Linked DNA regions of Hordeum vulgare: region 2 is linked to region 1. A link is a contact called in public Hi-C data. All regions are on one chromosome and are shown on one strand. The core of a region is the stretch at or near the end of the contact, and the rest is flanking DNA. Distances in the headings are between cores, read along the strand shown. Region 1 has its middle 130 kb from the start of LOC123409775. Region 2 holds the start of LOC123409774 (squamosa promoter-binding-like protein 15).

The links. Hi-C and Micro-C count contacts between places; a contact is called where the count stands out from the background.
Region 2: a Hi-C map of seedling shows a contact between it and region 1, with 3 times the contacts expected there. The contact joins the promoter of LOC123409774 here to the enhancer-like site in region 1. A contact is called at or near these places in 1 of 6 Hi-C or Micro-C datasets (seedling) and 1 of 1 datasets of contacts at active chromatin or transcription factors (embryo).

What each region holds. Positions count from the first base shown.
Region 1 is chr7H:182,876,624-182,883,442 of MorexV3_pseudomolecules_assembly, reverse strand. No RefSeq gene overlaps it. Among protein-coding and RNA genes, the nearest start is that of LOC123409775, 130 kb to the left of the region's middle. Within about 2 kb of position 3,847, at least 3 of the 3 cell types and tissues checked have open chromatin away from gene starts, as enhancers often do. A contact at or near this core is called in seedling, where this site is marked.
Region 2 is chr7H:183,007,006-183,013,824 of MorexV3_pseudomolecules_assembly, reverse strand. LOC123409774 (squamosa promoter-binding-like protein 15) reads right to left here and starts at 3,797. Exons shown (of 11, transcript XM_045102643.1): 1 at 3,534-3,797; 2 at 2,674-3,434; 3 at 2,086-2,279; 4 at 1,144-1,997; 5 at 957-1,031; 6 at 751-858; 7 at 547-664; 8 at 311-446; 9 at 80-224. The coding sequence starts at 3,383. LOC123409775 reads right to left here. Exons shown (of 2, transcript XM_045102645.1): 2 at 3,838-4,327. The coding sequence starts at 4,317. The coding sequence ends at 3,838.

The DNA of each region.
Region 1 (6,819 bases), core at 2,598-5,097:
GACCTGAAACTTCACGGAGATTGTTTATGGAAATATTTAAGAATTATTGGGCCAAAACTATACCATAGGGGGGCCACCTGCTGGCCATAAGCCAACAGGGCGCGGCTACCCCCTGGATGCATCCTGATGGATTGTGGGACCCCTGCAGGCCCTCTGGCACCCCTCTTGTCCTATATGGTGTGTTTTGACCTAGAAAATTCATAAGCAACCTTTCGGGATGAAGCGCCGCCGTCTCGAGGCGGAAACCTGGGCAGAGGCCCTTTTGCTCTCCAACAGAGAGATTCTGCCACGAGAATTCACCTCCAGGAGGGGAAATCAAAGCGATCGTCATCACCAATGCTTCCTCCTTCATGGGAGGACCAATCTTCATCAACATCTTCATGAGCACCATCTCATCTCCAACCCTAGTTTATCTGTTGTATTCAATCTTTGTCACAAAATCTCAGATTGGTACCTGTGAGTTACTAGTTGTGTTGATTACATCTTGTAGTTGATGCTTTTTAGATTACTTGGTGGAAAATATTATGTTTAGATCCTTAATCATTATTATTATACCTTTGATCTTGAACATGTTGATGATGTGTGAGTAGTTACTATTGTTCCTAAGGACATGGGAGAAGTCTTATTATAAGTAATCGTGTAAAGTTGGCATTTGCTCGATATTTTGGTGATATGTATGTTGTTATTTCTCTTAGTGGTGTCATGTGAACATCGACTACATGACACTTGACCATGTTATGGGCCTAAGTGAAGTCATTGTGGAGTAACAAGTAGATGATGGGTTGCGAGAACGGCACAAGCTTAAACTCCATTTTATGCGTTGCTTCATGAGGGGCTGATTTGGATCCACATGTTTAATGATATGGTTAGATTTATCTTAATTGTTCTTTCGCAGTTGCGGATGCTTACGAGAGATGGTAATCGTAAGTTGGTTGTTTGTTCAAGTAAGAATAGTGCCTTAGGACCGGTTCACCCACATATCAAATTATCAAAGTAGCGAACGCGAATCAACTCAACATGATGAATATGACTCGATAGAAATTCCCATTTGTCCCGACGAGCGTTTGCTTAATATAAGAGTACTTTGAGGTTTGTCCGTTGCTACAAAAAGGATTGGGCTACCTTGTTGCATGTTTTCTATTGTTGTTACTTCTCACTTGTTATGAATTATCTTGCTACAAAATTATCTATCACTATTACTTACAACACTTACAGAGAATACCATGTTGAAATGCGCTTGTGATTTCCTTCTGCTCCTTGTTGGGTTCGACACTCTTACTTATTGAAAGGACTATGATTGATCCCCTATACTTGTGGGTCATCATAGCCCACTCTATGTGATCGGAGATCCCGTGAAGTAGAAGTGGGAGACAAGCTGTTGGGCAGCTAGAAGGAGAGTATCCATATATTTGTTATCCCACTCCGTGAAGATGCAATACTCTTATAATCTGCATGACAGGTCGACACTTTTTTAATGTGTTCCAAGTGGCTTATTTGGGCAAGCACATATGTTGTCCCGCACAACATCTCCCGAGGAACACACCTATATGAATTTGAGTGTTGATCATCGCAGTCTATGAGAATAGGGTGTTCTCTAATAAATTCATGAAAGGCCATGGAGTATGACGGATACGCTCCACCCGCGGGGAAGCCTCACGACAGCCGAGTATCGGTCAAGGATTTTTGTGAAACTAGTCTCATAGAAAAGCTTGTAGTTCAAAGCATAGTCCACTATTCAAGTTGTGATCTAGTGTAGCATAAAATTTTAAATGGAAGTTTAACTTAACACTCTCCATCAAGAACCGATATATAAACAATGTTTTAAAACTAAGAGACGAGATGTGCCAATGAGACTTTGTGGTGGATTGTTGGATTTTTGCTAGTAGGGCTTTGACCCAAAGCCCAACTAAAATCTGAAATTCTCATGACGCATGTGACTTGGCTGTGTTTGTGGTGTGAGTGGGACTAATGTTTAGTCTCATAGCGCTGGTTGCGAGAGTTACACCATCTTATAAGGTGGTCTCTTCTAGCACGTGTAAGAGAATGAGAAGAGAAGAGACCCTCGCACACTTCTCCTCCTCGCTCGCCTCCTTATCGCTCACCTCGCCATGCCGCGCCTCGTCACGATGCGCCGCGGGTTGCGGGATTGAGCCGAGCCGAGCTCATACCTACGCGCTTATTTTTTCCGGTCGCGAACAGCGAGTCCGTAACACACATGTCATGATCTGAGACGTCGGATCGTGGGTTGTAACCGACTCGAACGTGGGTCCAGTCCACGTCTCTCCACCCTAACGTGCATATATATACGCGAGGTCCCTGCCAACCCTTGCTGTCGTCACAACATATGATTTTGCACCGTTTGAGATTATTGCGCCGCCATGAGTCTTCTCCATCCCTCCTTACGGCGTGCACCGTGTGAAGGGACAACACGCCTTCGGAACCCCGCCTCTCGTGATCCTGTACGGGAGAGGGGCGATCGGGTTTTTGGGGAGCTCACTCGCGCGACTGCTCGCAGCGACGACTTCTTTTCTCGATCTGGGCAACCTCTTCCTCAACGACATGGGCGACAACATTAACATTGACGGTTTGACTTCATTTGCACCGTATGCAATTTTGTCCCCTGAGCTTGAGTTCGTCCTAGAATTCTTGTTTCTAGTGTGTGCTATAGACTTCATGCGTTCGTCTACTATGCTTGTCTTCATGATTAGTCTAATCTATATGTCTATTGTCTTTATTTATTTAATGCTTGTTTGTATTAAATCTGATAATAATTTATTCATATATTCAACATACATTAGACAAACCTCATGTGCAGAGTAAATAGAACGGAGAAACTATATACGAAATCTGTACCGAGAATGTTCAAGCGAACGATATGTTCAACAAAATAGTGTGACTGGGTTTGGGTCGGAGCTCGCAAGGGCAGGACCGGGCGAGGGGCAGAAGTGGGGGTAGGGTGCGACCGTGCGAGGACGACCGCGGGTCCCGCCTGCGGGTGCCTGCTCCTCGCCTCAATTATTTGTTCTTTCGGATTCCTTTCCCCGCCCGGCTTCCCGATGGCGGCACCACCACCGCCACCCCGCCGGTACTCGTGTCGTGTACCACCCCACCCTTCCCTTCCTTTTCTTTTCTCGTGTGCGCGCGCGCGAGACTCCTCCCCTTCCTTCCCGCGTTCGCCTAACGCCTTTCTCTTTTCCGCCTCCGCACGCGCCGTGTCGCCGCACGGCCGCGCGCTCGTACGCTTGCCCCGGCCGGACGGCACGCGTGTCCCCGCGACTATGGCCCTGGCTAACTAGCGTCCTTCCTTCCGTCCGTCCTTGCTCGTGATAAGATATGTGACGGGGCCGTGACCACCTCTTCTGCTCCGTTTCCCTTTCTCGCGTACACGAAATCTGCGTATTCTCCTGCACGATGATCTTACCACATGCAGACGGTCAGAGAATGTGTCGTGTGAGCCATGCACGTACCACTACCGTCGAGGGACGGCATAGCTCTGCTCGACGGTGGAACGCCGGTCCATGTGACGAGTCGTCGACTGCCGATGCACGCTCGCTCGCCTAGAAAATTCGTGTGAATATATAAGTACGCCTACGACAGTTCACTCGCCTTTCTTTTTCAGGGCAAGGACGGGCTCCTTTTGTAAATTGTAGGTGGATGGCATCTTGCTCGGGATGTGATGGATTTTGATCGCGACGGGGTGGACAAGTTTTCTAAGCTCGGACAGTCAGACGTGCTCGAAAAGGACTTGCTACTAATTTGATTTGATTTCAAGACTAGAGAGGAGGGTTTCTTACTGTGTGCATTGTTGTGGTGCGTGTAGCCTTTTCCTTTCCCTAGAACGAGACGAGGAGAAGAGACTACTAGTAGTACTGCCTCACGTACTGGTGCTACGACAGGGTTACTATCATTTTGGTATTATTATACAGCAATCATGGAAGCTCTCGGAGACCGAGAATTAGAAAAGTACGAGATCGGACGTGGTCCGTACCTGTATAATTTTTTATATCACGCATGTTTCCTACGGTACGGTTCCATGTGCCCAGGTTCTAAAGTATATCGTTTGCAGCATTCATGCCATTTAAGTTAATCACATCGCTTCTTTGCAAAAATAAAAATCAAAATCAAATGCGGAGTAATATACCAGATTAAAAATAGCAAACCCTCGCATTTTTTTTATAACAAAGTAATAATGCAAGATCACCCACACGTAGCACAAGCCAACCCCGATCTTCCCGCCATCCTGACTCACCAGCCATGGCGACTACTATATTCTTCTCTTCTTTTTTAGTGAGATTTTATTTAAGTAGTGCAGATTGTTACCCTATATTACAAAAATGTTCACCATAATTTTTAAATGTCCATTGTGTATTTTAAAAATGTTCAGCTTATATCACAAAAAGTTCAATATGTATTTAAATTCTTTCTTGAGCATATATCATAAAAACGTTTTATTTGTATTTAAATATTTTGTTAGGCGTATATCACAATATCTATTTACATATTGTTCATCTTATATCACAAACACTCGAGCGAAGTTGGATTGGCAAATTAGCCTCCGCCCTAATCTCATGGAAGTTGGGTACTTGTGATTAGGCGCGATGCCGCTGTCCCATGCCCTTGGCTCCCTCCCGCCTATGCTCTCCCTGCACGGCGAGCCCATCTGATTCAGGCTCCTCTTTAAAAAGTCTTACTATTTTTTTTAATCCTAACAAAAAAGTCCCTAGTCCCTATTGTTTTTTTCCAGGGACTAAACTAGGACTACAGGTTATTAAATGACATGCAAAAAGACCATGTTACCTCTAGTAATGTATTAGAAGTTATTAAATTACATGCTAAAAGTAGGGGCTTTGTTGGAAAAAGTGTCAAAGAAGTACCAAAAAGGCCCTTGCATAGGGACTTCTTTCTTTAGTCCCAAGTACCGCCTTTTAGTCTCTAAAAGTCCGTCCTGTTTCTTTCACATGGGACTAAAAGAGACTTTTTTTAGTCCCTACAACAAAGAGTCTGTGTAAAGAAACATCCCCTCATACGGCAGCGATGCAACCTAATTCACTACTCCAGCAAACGAATTGGTCAAGGTTAACACATCACAATTTTCTAATCTCTTTCAATTCTCATCTGGTGTCGGTGTCAAAATTATAAATCATACTGTATTTTGCTTGTTTTGTTGTGTGATGCAAGATGTTATGAATAGTTCATGTCTTCTATGTGTCCTATAAATTATCATGATGCAAATTATCGTAGACGAGTTCCTATCTGCAGTTTGTTATGCCAAAAAATTTACATGTTCAACTTGTATAATATAACTAATTATAAGATTGCAATTGAGCAGTTATTAATAGGAAAAGCATCGCAAAACACCATCGAGGTTAATTTGTTTGTTTTTTGCTTCAAGTTTGCAACCTACTAAAATTGTTAACGACAGTGATGTACAACTTCTCAACCTTATTTAATTTGATTGTTTTTACACCGTAGTTTTTATTAAGTTGGCTTGACTCCCCTATACCCAAATCATGGCTCCGCCCATGATGAGATCAACGGTCCAAATCTATTATATCTATTATATACTCTTACCTCTCATATAAAAAGAAGTAGTAAAAGAAAGCATGTTAAAACTGCTCTTTGGAAATTATTCATATAGAACAAGCCAACCTCAGTCTTCCTGCCATCGTGACTCACCAGCCACGGAGACCATATTTTTATCTTCTTTTTGTAGTACGATTTTATTCAAGCCGTGCAGATTTTGAACTTATGAACATTTTTGTAGATATTCATTATGTATTTTAAAATTGGTCAGGGTATATAACAAAAAAATGCTCAACGTGTATTTAAATACTTTGTCCTGTATCACAAAAATGTTCAATGTGTATTTAAATATTTTATTCATTGTATATCACAAATATCTTCAATATGCATTTAAATATTGTTCATCCTATATCACAAAAAAAATAGCGTGTATTTTGAAATTTATTCTGCTTATATTACGAAATTGTTCATCGTATATAAATAATTCAATAAATGTTCAGAATTTCAAAAGTTTGTTCACATTTTTCAAACTTATGTTCACCTTTTAAAAATATTTGTTCACGTCTTAGAAGTTTGTTAGAATTGGAAATTTGTTCGTGATTTTCAAATATTATTGCATCTTTAAGAAAAATTGTTCACGATTTTTTCAATAAATGTTGAAAATTTTGAAGAAGAAAAACGGACCTTCCCTCAAGTTAGTACTTTAAAATTAGTGTTTCACTAATAACAAACCTCATTTGCCAGCTTTACCGTCACTTCATTTGCTGGTTTTACAAGCTATCGACACTCCTCTCTAACTCGAGGTGAGGAGTATTAGTCCCATCCTATGCTATTATGTTTCATCACTGTTTTCATTTGGTCGATTCTTGCGAATGGCCCGGGATGTTATAACACCCCCTCAGTGAAAGCATGTCTACCGGACGCACACGGGAGTCCAATAAGAGGTCTAGTCCATGGGATGCATGCATTGCTAGTAATCATAACCAACCAAAGCTCGCCATCTAGCCATGCTAGCTCGGTTGGCTCGTTAGCATGTAGGCATGACCCGTGGGACGCTATGGGTCGTGGCTACGCTTGAAGGTTGGGCACGTGGGTCGACAATCCACAATTTGTTTATGTTTATCTTTTTATTTTTTATATATGGCCTGAAAATAAACCAATAGGACAGAAATTCCCAAAATACACCCAACAGGCCAAACACCACGTAGGCCTATGTGTCTCGTGATGTCTACTACACAAGTTTATTCTTATAAACGTCGTTGTACCTTCAAGTATAGAGTTTCGTAGGAGAACAAC
Region 2 (6,819 bases), core at 2,548-5,047, 130 kb before region 1:
TAGTTGTAATCACCTTCCTAGTGCTAACTATAGTAATCTTTACATATCTAGAGCAACCGCATAGGTACAAAGTACAAACCTCAATAAAGCAACGCCCAAGAGTAAGATTTGGTTCTCCCGGCAAGTCAAAGGTCTCAACTCCTGAATCATCATATATAGTACCCGGATACGCTGAACATAATACCTCTTTTGATATATACTTCCCTCCACTGGTACAGTGGATCCTGCATAGATTCAGAGTCAGTGGTCAAGCACAAAACATTCACAATAATCCTCCCGGTCAGAAACTATTTCACAGCAGGGAACTTACTGGGTGCCCGGGATCGTTAGATTACGGCCCTTAAGAACGAGGGAGGTCTTTCTCCCACCAACAACAGCAATTGGTGTCACAAGGGTCAACTCGGGAGTATTCCATGTTCTCCATGATTTTGACAGGCGGGTCATTCCTGAAATACAAATTTGATATCAACCAAAACGAATTCATAGTCAACCCACCAAAGAGTGAGCAGGAATAGAGAAGAACACAGAGATGGTAGTTATGTATACCATCTTTGTACGACACCAACTGGTTGTCACTTCGAACTAAAAACCTCCCTTTTCTCCAGAAATCCAAATCAGAAGCCTGAACTAACGAGTTTACTCGCTGGAGAAAATTCTCTTCAAGCTGCATTAAAAATCATACAACGTTAGATAAATTTGCAAGAATTTCATTGCATGCAATCGGTTTTGTTAGTGTAGCAGCAGACTTACTTCATCCCATGCAATAGTTGGCATTGACAGATACATGGATAGTACAAGGCAACCAGGGCGAATGTAGCCCTCCATTTCAGTGGGGCTGTGTTTCAGCCAATTTACAACCTGAGCAAGGAAGGAGAAACATTTATATTATATGGTGAATGAAATACGCTGGAAGAGTGCCTTCCAGTTACCATGTTGGCACAGTTTCGTGGTCATACCTCGTCACGAAGGTTCCCAGGGATTGAGCCAGGTTCCTTGCCAAAGAGCTTGAATATAATCTTTCCAGTACGGTCCTATGAAATAGAAAATCATGTGCGGATCAGATTGAAAGCGTGGCTAAAATAATAAATGACACCTTGGCTTGTGACATAATCAACTGAAATGGCAAGCTTTGATATAAATTACCTGTCCATCTGAATTTGATGTTGACGGAGAATGGTCTGAACCAGATGTTGAGGCATAACATGACTGATATGTGGGGTTTGGTGGTGACCCATTTTCCGTTGGCCGTTCTGAATCCTTGAAAAGCTCAAGCTGTGGTGCACACCATGCCCGAGTGGTACTGATCTCAGCTGTTGCAGCGTCTTCTCCATAGTCAGCAATACGAGGATGTCTGATGCCTTCATTTACTGAGCGGGTGGGGAAAAATGTGCGCGTTACAGGTGGAGAGGATGAAGGAGATCTCTCGTCCATAGGATTACTGCTCTCCGAAGACAAGTACTTATTTGCAGTGTCCATTTTAACAGGAATGTCCACCTCGGCATTACCAAACAACTGCAGTGACAAGTATGGATGGGTATCTCGGTCTGGCTGCTTATATATTTCAGGTGGACTTCCATGGGTGCTATTGCTCCTTATCACACCAGCTGCCGGAAAAGGTCGAATTGATTTCTCATGGGAATTTACAACACAAGCTGGCTCTGTTGAATGACTCTTGCTCTTGTTATTACCACTGCTATCACTGCTCCCTTGGGACTGAGATGTATTGGTTTCAGGGGTTGATGTCCCAAGAGCACCGGATAGAACTGTTAACAAATCCATGGTTGATGGCACAGTCTGCTTGTCGACCACCTTTGTTGCATTTTGAACAGGGGAATCTTGTTGTTGCCCATGGGAGGCATTCAAATCAATGGCTTCTGATGGAGGAGACTTCCCCAGGGAGTTTGCATTATTGATAGAGTTTATTTTGCTTATGATTTGGACCAGATTATCTTTATCCGGTATCGGAGGGATGCTGGGTAGTTTACCAACATTACCACCTGTCGATGCAGAGACAGGAAAAATAGTACTCAGGTTAAAATCAACAAGTAGTGAAAGAGTGTACCAAGTTCAGTAGGAGTCAAGTACCTTGCAAGCGTGCAATAACAGTGATCAGATTGACAATATCCTGTGTCCTATTTGCTGTGTTTTCTTGGTTTTCAGGAAGCAGCAACTGTGAAGCAACATCTGTTGGCTGGGTTTTCCTCCGTCGTCGGTTGTGTCCGGCAAGCCTTCGCCTGCAACTCCTCTTACCCTCATCGAACTCCGAGAGTGGATGAAATCTAAATGATTGACCATAAGAATGGACTTTTAGTAACTACTCCCTCCGTTCCTAAATACTCTATTAAGTGTTTTTTTTTTAGGGATTTCACTACAGACTACATACGGATGCATATAGACATACTTTAGAGTGTAGATTCACTCATTTTGCTCCGTATGGAGTCTTTAGTGAAATCTCTAAAATGACTTGTATTTTGGAACGGACGTGGTAAATGATACAGTATGAAACTAGATAAACACTGCCATCATTGGATAGAGAAACCATTTCTATGGCCCAATACACAAACTAAGAAACCATTCAAATCATGAGGAGACATAAATCCCTAAAGGTGGCATCATAACAAAGAATCATGCCACTGAAATTTTTGAGGAGGTGTTTGCAGGCACGATCATTACCTACTACACTGCTGGCAGAAGCGCTGCATCTGGTTGGCAACTACCGCCTTGGTTGTCTTGCTGTGGATCTCACACACCTTGTGCCTCCGGTGATAATCCTTGGCGCTGGTGAGATCCGCGCGGCAGTCATCCACCTGGCACATGGGATAGCTCCCGCCTCCGCTTGCGCTCCCTCCGGCACCGCCGCCGCCACCTCCTCCAGAAGCAGTTCCGGGCGATCCAGACCGAACCCTCTTGCTAGGCCTAGCAGCCTGCTCCTGCGACGTCCGTGCAGGCGGAGAAGGCGAAGAAGACATGGTAGTTGTCGGGCTCACATCCATCGCCATCGATGCCTCCTCCCGCAGGTTCAGCTGAAGGCTCAGGTCACCGGCACCTCCGCGCCCCTGCCGCTGCGCCTCGGCAGCCGTCGCCGGCGGCGGCGGCGGCGGCGGCTGCTGGTGGTGGTGTTGGTGGTGGTTCAGGCCGCCGCCGAGGCGGAGCGCGTCGGAGGACGGCCTGGCGGTGAAGGCGCGGCTGTCCCAGTCCCACATGCTGGGGTTCCAGTTCCCTCCGGCGGCGGCGCCGGCCCCCATCGCGGCGTTCTCCGGCGGGTCCGCGGCGGGCCACGGGGTCCCGCGCTTCCTGGCCGCCGCCGCCGCATGGGGAGGCAGCGGCTGGATCTGGTGCAGGTACAGCGGGGAGGCCACCTGCGGCCCCACCTCCCTCTGCATCACCCGCGGTCCTGCGCTTCCTAGCACACCCGGCTGGCTGTCCCTTCGGATCTGCGCCAGCCCAGCACCGCGGCACGGATCAAAACCGACGATCGCCGACGAGCGGGAGCGGGGGATTCGATCGGAGCAGTTGGTTTGTTAGTCAGTTACCTTTGCGCGCACGGAAGCTCGGCGAAGTCCCGGAAGAAAACCGCCTCACCTCATCTCGCCCCCGCGGGGAGAAAACGGACGCGGGGCGTGGGCAGCAGCCCGGAGAAATGGCGGAAACGGCGGGCGGGACGCGAGAGCGCGGCGCTGGCGAGAGGCGTGAGGGGTGAGGGAGGGGGTCGGGGGAGACGAAGACCGAGTGTGGGTGGGAGGGGGGAGGAATCGGGGCGAGGCGAAGAGACGGGACGGGTGGGAGGGAGGGCGAGCGCAGCTGCGCACGGGGTTCGGGTTGGGATTAGCTGCTCAACTAGCGTAGCGTGTAGCGGGCGAGGGAGGGTTCGCGTGGCGTGGCGTGGCGTGGCGTGGCAATGGGCGCGTAATTGGGGAGGCGGGGCAGGGGCGAGAGGGAAAGAACGCGCGGGGGTGGGTGGTGGCGCCCCGCCGTCCCACGCCGCGGGCCGTACGGGCGGGTCTGGCTGGCTGGGGGCGAGCGAGGCCGCATCGCGGGAGTTGGCGATAGGCACGGGTGCAGTGGCGCTGGTAGTACGACTGATGCTGCTGGCCCTCTGCTCTCGGGGGCGGGGCCTGTCAAACCGCACCACCACTCGTACTCGTACCGCGGCGTCCGTGCCGCGGTGCGGGTGCGTCCCCCCTTGCCCCCTGCCCGCTCCTCTCGGGTCGCTTTGCCTGCTGGTGCCGGTACGTCGCAGTGGCTGGCTGCCTGGCCTGCCTCGTATCCTCTGCGCGAACGGGCCTCCCCGGACGGTACTACGTCCTGCTTCATCATTGTACTTGGCCTGACACGTGTAGTACGAGTACGCAAATATATATTTTTATAAATACCAAAAAATGTAGCTGTACTATTTAGTTGGAACAAGAACACCCTATGCAGGAAGTCATTCAACTTTACTTTATTTTATTTAAAAAATAGTATGACTTTTGAACCGAGCCTTACAACAACTATCCGTTTTTACGGTTGTGTTTCTTACGACGAGCTCTTCAAAACTAGATCACATATGGATAAATTTTAATATTTTTTTAAACAACTATGGGATGATATTTAGGCAACTTTAGTGCTAAAGAAAAGCAACTTCTTATTAGTGTGCGTAGTATGATCGCTTATCAACGAAAAATCCTTCAAAATTATATATCATGACTAGAAGGTTAAAAAATAACTTCACCCTTTAGCAACCACATGGCAAATGTGGTCAGCTATCAAATTGAAATGGTTAAATTATGCGTTGGATATGCATTCTCGGCTCCGCATGCGTTGGATGTCCATTAATTTTTGTATGAAAAAATTCAACTATAACTATCAAACCGCGTGTCGAAATTATGATATACTTTCATCATTGGGTTCCTCGCGACGAACTCTTTAAAAATAGATCCCATATGAATATGTTTTGAAGAATTTTTTCAGAAGCAACTTCGATGCTATATGAGGCAACTTTAGTATTAAACAGAAGCAACTTTGATGCTAGATGAATTGCATCGTGTGTATACACATGAGTTGCTTGTTGAAATGCACTCGAGTTGCGCAAAAAACACGCTAAAAGTTGCTAACTTTTTTGTGATACTAGTGTGCAATTATGGCAACTATTCACAAATAGCACGCAAGTGAGCATTAATGGCAGGCAACTGAACATCAGTCGTAGGCAATTGACCATCAATAATAGGCAACTGAGCATCAAAATTGAGCAATTTCATAGTATTTATAGGCAACTGAGCATCAAAATTAAGCAATCTCATAGTATTTTGTAGGTAACTAAGCATCAAAATTGAGCAATTTCACAGTTTTTGTAGGCACTAAACATCAATCATAGACAACTGGTCATCATTGTTTTATTATGTAAAGCTTTTAGAGATGAATCTAGTCAATTGTTACTCGTGGTAACCAACTTAGGGCATCTCCAATGGTTGTATGATCATCGTTGGTAAAATTGCCACATAGATGATTTTGATGACATGACGCATAATAAAAGAAGAGAGAGAATGAAATCGTATGAACTTGAAGCAACGGTTCACGCACAAGCTTCGAAGCAAGCATGGTTATTTCTTCAATGTTTAGTGGACCCGCTTAGTTATTTTACATACGATTAACATACACTCCATTGAAGAGCTTGTATGTTGTGTTGTTGGTTGTTGATGTGGACACTTATACCAACGATTGAACATACGGACTGTTGAAGATGCTCTGAGAAGAATTCTTCGCTGATAGATAGTCATACCAAGGGGGGAAAGGAGTTGCTTGCCTATAGCACTAAAATTGCCTCATCTAGCACATAAAATTGCTCAAAAAAGTTCGTCGAAACATATCCATGTGGGATATAGTTTTGAAGAGCTCGTTGTATGATACACAAACAAGAAAACGGATAGTCATTTTGACGCTCGGTTCAAAAATTATGATTTTTTGAATTTTTTGAAACGTTAATAAATGCACGTGGTTGGTTGTTCTCAGGTGCGCCCGCTACCGCTAGCGGACGCTCGTGCACTCGGTAGCCACGTACATATCTTTTTTTAGGGAGTACTCAAAAATCTATGAGGAAAATGATGGCCCTGTTTGGATCCATGGCTTAGAGTTAGAGTTGGTTAGATTGGACCAAACTAACCTTAAAATATCCAAACAGGAGGGTTAGAGTTGGTTAGATGCATCTAACCCATCCAAGAGGTGCTTATTTGGGTTAGAGTTAGGTGGAGCCCAGAAAAAGTTACTTTTCCCTCTACCTCCACCACACCAAATCCTAGTTAAAGGAGCCAAATGATTGAAAAAATGCTTTTATTGACAATCTAACCCTATCATCCTCTTTGGTTAGAGTTAGTTCAAAGTTACTCCAGGGTTAGAATCTAACTCTAATTAACCTTCAACCGAGTTAGAGTATCCAAAAACGGCCGATGTTTTACGTTGGATACAAATGGACTTTTGAATTCAAGCCTCGCGTCCTTCGCGAGGTGCCAAGGAAAAAAAACTAATAATAACATGCTTGCTAAATGTTATAGAAAAGAAGAAGAAAACGTGTGGACATGCATTGACGTTTGCTATGAAGCTTCAAGGAATTTTGCAAGAATTCAAAAAGATAGCCTTGGCTGAGTGGTTGGGCATGCGGTTGTGCAGCCCAACTATCCGAGTTCAATTCCTAGAATTGACAGGTAATGCACACGGAGTTTTCTCTGAATTATTAAGGATCAAGTTTGACGTGTGGTGAAACCACTCATCAAAAAAATCTTGATACTCATTTAAAAAATTATGAGGACCATGTTTATCTTGATATTAATACTAAAATGGTTGTGT